3 separate regions of the Zea mays genome follow, and regions 1 and 3 are each linked to region 2. Evidence: chromatin contacts called from public Hi-C data. All regions are on one chromosome and are shown on one strand. Each heading gives the region's core, a stretch centred on a gene start, on an enhancer-like site or on the middle of the called end of the contact. The rest is flanking DNA. Distances are from core to core; before and after follow the strand shown.

The links. A called contact is a pair of places that touch in the nucleus more often than the background predicts.
Region 1: a contact with region 2 is called in a Hi-C map of endosperm, with 2.6 times the contacts expected there. The contact joins the promoter of LOC103654264 here to the promoter of LOC103654267 in region 2. A contact is called at or near these places in 2 of 25 Hi-C or Micro-C datasets (endosperm and leaf).
Region 3: a Hi-C map of endosperm shows a contact between it and region 2, with 2.0 times the contacts expected there. The contact joins the promoter of LOC103654263 here to the promoter of LOC103654267 in region 2. A contact is called at or near these places in 2 of 25 Hi-C or Micro-C datasets (ear and endosperm).

The regions. Positions count from the first base shown.
Region 1 is chr4:188,302,219-188,304,918 of Zm-B73-REFERENCE-NAM-5.0, forward strand. LOC103654264 (inactive poly [ADP-ribose] polymerase RCD1) reads right to left here and starts at 1,324. Exons shown (of 10, transcript XM_035967468.1): 1 at 606-1,324.
Region 2 is chr4:188,559,246-188,561,945 of Zm-B73-REFERENCE-NAM-5.0, forward strand. It overlaps LOC103654267 (probable LRR receptor-like serine/threonine-protein kinase At1g67720), which reads left to right and starts at 1,439. Exons shown (of 15, transcript XM_008681100.3): 1 at 1,439-1,912; 2 at 2,419-2,700. The coding sequence starts at 1,837.
Region 3 is chr4:188,230,543-188,233,242 of Zm-B73-REFERENCE-NAM-5.0, forward strand. It overlaps LOC103654263 (protein trichome birefringence-like 28), which reads right to left and starts at 1,291. Exons shown (of 4, transcript XM_035967465.1): 1 at 640-1,291; 2 at 1-515.

The DNA.
Region 1 (2,700 bases), core at 74-2,573, 260 kb before region 2:
TGAACTAGAAACCCCTCGCAATATTTTTTCTCTTTTTGGACTCAACCACAAAGGATTCGTCTAAACCAATTAACAAACTCTTGCTTCGATTTTCTGGGGTACCTTTCAAGTGTACCAATAAATACTTTGCTAGTAAGGAATCAAATGCTGGAGAATACTTTTCTAATAGATACTCGAATGAAAAATTTTGATACCACAGTCCTTGCAACTCCCCTTGTCGGATCCTTATCAAAAGCTCAATTTTGTACTGGATCAGGGCATCCTATTAGTAAACCCGTTTGGACTGATTTATCAGATTGGGATATTCTTGATCGTTTTGGTCGGATATGTAGAAATATTTTTCATTATCATAGTGGATCTTGGTAGGTGAAACGAGCAGCACCAATGCACATGCATAACTGTATATTAACTTGGAATGGACAACAGGAACAAATGAGAAGATAAGTGTTGGTATGCTTTGTACAATAAGAAGAGGTAAGAAGCCAACTTTTGCTAAGACTGATACCAAAAAAAAACAAGTGGCAATACCGTGGGACACCACAGAACAATCTATATTACATGGATTTCGCAGATGACATGGGAGAAGTGAGTAGGCGAGTGCTTACGAAGGGAGTGAGGTGGGATTTGAGATGCCCCTTTTGGGAGCGTCGGCTGAGTGGTAGAAGCGGGAGGAGGTCTCGAGGGCTGGTGACTCCCTCTCTCACGCCCCCAGTGCTCTTCTACGACCGACAGCGCCGAGGATGCTAGGGTTTGGGGGTACTGGCTGCCTAACCTGCGGAGCAAGGCGGGCGAGGCGACGAGGTTCTGGCTGGTGGGGCGACTGGGCGATGTGAATCCGGCGGTGAGGTGGCACCGGGCGGCGAGGTGTCGGGGTCAGGATAGACGACACCGGCGGTGGCGGTGGCGGTGGCGAGGGGTATCAAATCCTCTAACGTCGACCAGGCTGAGCAGTCAAGCGATCTGCGCCGTCCAAGGGGCCAGCCATCTCACAGAATATCTAGCAGGCCATACGACAGAACTCGAGGGCCCAAGTAGGCCCATAACACCAACGCCGCCTCTCCCGCGAGCACATGCGTCGGCCTCCCTTCTCTTCTTCCTCCCTCGGCGCCTCGTCGTTCCGGATGCCGCGCGGCGCCACGCCACCAAGGTAGGCCGGTTTCCCGTGCGTCCAGCTGTGTGGTGCCCCACGCCACCAAGGTAGGCCGAGTGAGGAAGAAGAGAAGGGAGGCCGACGCATGTGCTCGCGGGAGAAATGAAAATCTAACTTTAGGAGATAGTTAATCAGTTGAATACCCCGTGTTCCTTCATCCTCTGAATCGATAAATACAGACTACACATAAATAAATAAAAACTATTTAAGAGTTGTGTGCACCTAGAACCGCATCTACTAAGTATTAACAAAATTCTTTAAGATTACTAATCCTCAACAACAGTCCATGAAACTACAACATATGAAACTAGGACTCGATTAATTGCAATTGAAACACCCGCTCAAAATGAAAGACCCGCTCAAAATGAAGTGGATGCCCTTGTTGCAAAACTGGAGCTAGGACTCGATTGAAAACAGATCAAAAGCACTAGTAGAACATCAAGATGCTGTGAAACTAAAAACAGATAAACAAAAACTTTAAAATTATCTAGTGAATTTCACCGCTCTTTGGCATCAGTCTGGACTAGAACATTAGTATTGCAAACCTTGGGTCATGGCTACGTGGTATTGCATTGCAGACTATTTCCATAATCTAGGGTCAAATCAAATCACATACAGTAAAATATTTAGAAAGATAGAATATCTCCCATAAAAAACAGATCTATCTTGTAGATCCATCTTATAATAAACGATTATGTCTTATCCTTATAGATTCATCTTGTCCTAATAAGCATACTAATCCCACACTAGAATAGCAGTCATGATCTAATCCAAAATCTATTAGATCTCATCCCATCTAAGCTAGTCATACCAATCTAATCTAGATCACATCTAAGTTAATGTGATATATTGGGACCTGATCTAATCTAAATAATTTACTTAACAGGTTAGTCAATCCTGGTGAAATGGAGTAGACCCTACTCCTATAAACACATTTTAAACAAATTTGGTGACTTAGACCAACTCGGCCATGAACAAACGAGTTAACCAACATATTCGTGATAACCATCCATTCCAACAACCTAACGTCAAACCAGATCTTGACCCACTTAATGTAGTCTATCCCACTCGCAGCTATCTTAGTCATATGTCCCTAACTCAGATGGAGACACCAAGACCGAAGAAGGGATGAATCGGCCTCGACAAGGAAGTGATCCTCCACATCAAACGAAGGAGAGAAGTCAACTCAGATCTCTAGATGCGTCAAGGACCAACACCCAAGATGGAGTCTTACCTTGCCCTAATCTTTCTTACTATCCTTGCTCTAACCACATCTCATTATTCCTAGGTGGTCTTACATAAAAGATGCTTATGCTTCCCAAATAACCTACTAATTATTGGAAAAGAAAACTTTTTGGAACCAATTTTTTTAAAAGTTAAAACTACACATAGAACTTTATGCATCCCTTTCTTACTGATCTCGAGGACTAGATTATTTTTAATGGGGTAGAATTTATAACACCTCAAAATCATATTTTGGGTAATCTGATAAAATTCTCCGATAAATTTAAATTAAAATGACTTTCAATCAGAACTTTGTTCCCTTTGGA
Region 2 (2,700 bases), core at 189-2,688:
TAGTGATATAAGAGGCTAATTGGCGAGACATTGGTTTATAAGGACTCCATTATATAGCTATCTAGATATTAACTTAAATTTTCCTTTGTAGTTATATACGATGTATTGTAACTTGTGAAAAATGTTTGGTGCGTGTGAGAAATGACAATGTGGTATTGGACCTATAGTGACAATTGACAATCCACTATCGTGTGATCCGGCACTAGTGTCATGAGTATAATTGTTGGGTTGTTGTCTAAACTGGTAGTATCACTCAGGATACCACTAACGGTTTAAGATGATATCTGGTAATGATATGTATAAATAATATTATCAGTTTCTGATATGAACCAACTATGATGTGTTTATATCACTATTGGGTTATCCATGTAGCACTGGTGGATCACCCTATCACTATAAATTAACCGTTGACATAGATTTCAGCGATGATGGGATTTCTATCCGACAGTCTGGATGAGTCTGGATGTGGGTAGATGTGAGTCTGAATGTGTGTAGATGAGCAAGATGCCAATGATAAAGTGCAATTGTTGAAAAAATAGCTTACCTGATATGGCTCTAGCCAAATAAGCTCTAATTAGTCTAAACCCCTTTAGAACAAAAGAATATTTTTTGAATCCTACATTTTTCTATATTTTAACCAATTCATGTGAAATTCCTATATCATCCCTATGTTCCAAAGAGGTCCCTAGTGAGTCCCTATTCCACTATAAGAGTATCTCTAACTGTGATTTAAATCAGTGTCGTAGTTTAAAATATAGGGCTCAAATCATAAAAACAGCTTCAATAGTGTCTTATTTTATATTTTTCATAAAAAAATAATATGGGGCACACCATAAAGTGACCCTAATATATTACACCCTAGGTTAGCGTCATATCCTTGTTTTCTACATCATTCTCTACATTTTATTTCCCAATAATACAATTTACTTCCTAAGATGGATGATTTAGGGCCTAACTGTTGAAGTACAATTTGTTTTGTTATGCCTTAACATGTTAAATTATGTATTGTTTTAATTTTTGAGGGACTATTTTGTGGCACATTGTTGGAGATGCTCTTTACCTGTGGCATAAATCACTGCCACGTCTTGAAATATAGACTTAATCATTAAAAACAATCATAACAATGCCCTATTTTACAAAATTTTATCAAAAAAATTTAGGGCACACCATAAAGGGACCTAAATATACTACATCCCATATTAGTGTCATATCTTTATTTTGTACATCATTCTTAACATTTTTTCTAACAATATAATTTACTTCCTAAAATATATAATTTAAGGTTGAAACTCAATTTGTTTTTATTGCATTAAATATATTAAATGATATAGTATTTTAATTTTTGGAAATGTTATTTTTTGAGAGACGAGATACTTTAGTAAAGGTAACAATGAGACGAGAAGTAATATAAATATATTGAAAATTGACATGAGTTGTCATCGGCCGTCATGAGCTGAGGATCCTCTCCATTTCGCACGGAGACGGAGTCCCAGGCACCCAGCCAACCTTTTTCTACTCTTCTGGCAGTCTCTGTCTCCCACACATTCTCTCTCTAAACTCCCATGTCAGCCCGTCTTTATCGATTAAGGTCACTTTACCACTAGTTAAAGACGAGCGCCGCGTGCAGACGGAGTGGTAGAAAAAGCTGGATGTCCATCGCCTTGCTTCCAGGTTTTCTCCAACCATGTCCACCAACACACTGATCTAGTACTAGGACTAGTACTAGATCGATCCTGCCTGCCTGCCTGCTTGTAACAGCAACAGCAGCAGAAGTGGCGCACTGTGCTTTGCGGTGGCGGAGGCTGCGAGAGAGGAGGAACTTGCAAGCCGACTTCCATGGCTGCCGCCTTCTCCGCCGCTATCCTCTTCCACCTGCTGCTGCTCCTCTTCTCGCCGTCCGCTGCGCAGCCTGGTGAGCCGTCGCTCTCCTGACTCCTTCCGAGTCCCAATCCCCATTCTCATGTCCAAAGATTCGTTTTTTTTAATTTCCCCTGGTTGTTTTGTTTAGGGCGGCACCGCCCTTTCTCTACCTAGTTTACGCATGCATACTCATATAGTCAGTGTCATGGGGAGAATGTTCCGGCTTCTCCAGCAGATTTGCGAGATTGCAAGAGGAGGAATGTGCATATCCACACTGACCCCCTGTTTGATTTTGCTCCTTTGCATTCCATAAATGTTAGTGCTAGTAAATCTAACCTAACGGAGTAAGCAAGCAACTACTCTGAATTGGCTATCTCCCATCACGAAGAATGGGTTTCACAAAATTGCCATCAGACTCCTCGGTCACAATTATAACCACAAGGAGTCAACGATTACAATGGCAAATAGCTAATTATATCCATTTGTGGAATGTGTGTGTTGTACTACATCTAAACCTCACCATCTTTAATTTGCCCCCTTCCCATCCTGCTCCTGCAGGTTTCATTAGCTTGGACTGCGGGGGAGCTCGTGATCACACGGATGCCATTGGGATCCAGTGGACCTCTGATGCCAGCTTCGTCTCTGGCGGCCAGGCCGCGCAGCTGCTGGTCCAGAATGGCCTGCAGCAGACCCAGCAGCAGCTGACCACCGTGCGCTACTTCCCCGCGGACAACAGGAAGCACTGCTACACCATGAACGTCAGGAACAGGACGCGCTACCTTGTCAGGGCCACTTTCCTCTACGGCAACTTCGATAACAGCAACGTCTACCCGAAGTTCG
Region 3 (2,700 bases), core at 41-2,540, 330 kb before region 2:
GTCGCGAACGGTCAGACAAGGAACTCTAGCGCCGCAAAAAATCGTGGCCGCCGGACAGGATCGCTGTCGAGAGAGCGCGACCGCACCGCACTGTCGAGGACTCGAAGCTTTGATACCAATTGTCACGTCCCGTGGCCGCCGTCGACGAGAAACGGGGCGTGAGACTCCAACAAACTCGCCTTGCCGCTTCTTCACGAGGAAGATGACTGGTGGTGTTCTGAATATTCTCTTTTCTCCCTTCCCCTGTCCTGACCTAACTGCTCCTTTTGTACATCTCGATTTGGGCCGTGTAGTGGGCTGCAATGGCACCACTTCAGACAAGTGGGTCGGATGTTACATACTCCTTGGCGTAGAAGGTGTTGAGGGAGCCCCGCTTGACGATCTTCTTCCTGCCCTTGGACAGGATGGGCTGCACCAGGCACACCAGCGACTCCCACTGGTTGCGGTTCAGTGAGTCCCCCACGAACATGAGGCGCTTCCCACGCATCGCCTCCATGAATCTCCGAGCGTCGAACCTGCTCAACCGATTGGGGGACCAGACCCATATAATAAAGACGCAATCACACAAGTGGGCATGGAAGACGCGAGCTCGCGATGAGGTAGCAGTAAATGGTGCAGATCTGGAGGAGGAGGACGTACGTGGGGAGGGAACACTCGTTGGGCTGCCATCTCCAGTACTGCCACATGTCGTCGGGGCGGCCGTTGGCGAGGCAGGAGACCTGCTTGGTGAGGAAGGTGCAGTCTTTCTCCCGGTACGCCGGAACGGAGACGTTGTCGAAGACCCATCGGCCGCGGGAGAGGTCGCAGGTGAGCGGGGGCAGCGCGAGGGGCGGCAGGCCGGAGACGTTGTAGAGGTCAGCGTCCGGGTAGAGGTAGTCGTCGATGGAGAGCTCGGCGATGGTGCGGGCGTCCTCGCCGTACATGACGAGCGCGAGGAGGAAGAAGGCGGCGGCGAGCGTGGTGACCGGGGAGCGGCGCGCCGAGGCGAGGAGGGAGCGCGCGGAGGCTGCGAGCGGGGCGAGGAAGGGGCGAGACGACGACTTGGGGGCCGACGAGGTGGTTGTGGTAGTGTTGGGGAGCGCGGGGTCGGAGGTGGAGATGGGCGGCGCCATGGCTGCGGCCGGAGACTGCTCTGCTGCTGGGGGAAGGTGCTGGATGCCGATGGTGGCGACTCCGCGGCAAGGGGACCGAGACGCGACGCGAGGCCAACAAGCCTAGTCCGATCCCGCGGCTGGTAAGGCTTGCTGTTAGTGTTAGGTCCGTCCGGCAACTGTCGGCGTCGGTCCGGCGTGTCAGTGTCTCGTTGCGCTGCCGGATAAGAGTACGCATTTCCAGGTCAACGAATTTTAAGATCGTCGTAACGATGAAAACAAGCATAAGGGGGAGTTTGGTTGCTCCTGCTAAAGTTTAGCTCGGGTCACATCAAGCATTTGACTTTTATATAGGAGTATGAAATATAGACCTAACCAACTGGACTAGATTCGTCTCGTCTTTTAATCTTCGGCTGACAAATTAGTTTTATAATCCGACTACATTTAATACCCGGAACGGAGGTTCAAACATTCGATGAGACAGGGGCTAAATTTTAGCGGGGTGTAACCAAACACCCCCTAAATCAAGCACGGAATAAATCAGATAAAAACAAGCGTACGGCATGCAGAGAGTAGCAATTCAAGGCTACTTGTTGAGCATCACTTTAAGCCGGCGGACGGTTCGACCGTGAGGCCGGACGGTCCATGGTCCAGACAGTCCGTGCCCGTGGACCGGACGGTCCGCGCGTGCGCAGAGCAGTTTAGGGTTTCGACTTTTGTGCTACGGTTGTTACCTAGATTTGCGGAAATAACTCAAAAATTAGTTTGCAAAGGGTCCAGCTCCCTCTATAAATAGAGAGGTATACAGCCGATTTGTGATTATCAATCGAATCAAAAACACTTTTATCTCGCATTTATTTCCTAGGAGTAGTTCTAGTCTAATTTAGCCTTCCGATCCCCAAATTCTTCGCTTCTCTTCGACTCTACATCGATTAGAGGAGTCTAGGTCGGTCTGCCCGAGCCTAGACAACTCCTAGGATCTCTCCTCCCTGACGGGGTCCCTCCCGGGAGCGAGATCCAGGAGCCGCCGACGATCTTCCGCCGCCCCTGCGCACGCGCGGATTGTCCGGCCCCAGGGCGCGGACCGTCCGGCCGTCAGGCAGGAACCCTAGCCTCGCACCAGGCCGCAGACCGTCCGGCACCTGCGCGCGGACCGTCCGCCCCTGTGCAGAGTGCACCGCCGTTGGTTCGTGTTGAGTGTTTGGCGCCCTAAAAAGGTGTCAACATACTTTTTTGGCAACTCCGCTGGGGACGGGGACAACACATCTAGACCCATCAAATCGGCCCTCAATGGCCGGTTCAAAAGATAGCTCTGAAGTCTCCCCCAGCAACATTATAGAGCCGACTTGGGAAACCTTGCCGGCCGACGAACAGCTCCAGTTCGAGGAGCATAAGGAGCATCTGATCCAGGAGGCAAAAGCAAAGTTCTTGGCAAACTTCAAAGTGGACAGGAACAACAAGGTCGTCCGACAACGGGCGATGGATCCGGCTTCGCTTTGACCCACACCAGATATCTCCAATGTAAGTAATACAAACAAGCTGCAATCTCTTAAGAATTATGTAGATGAGCAGCGAGAACAAATGCAAAATTTCATAGGGGGTATGCAAA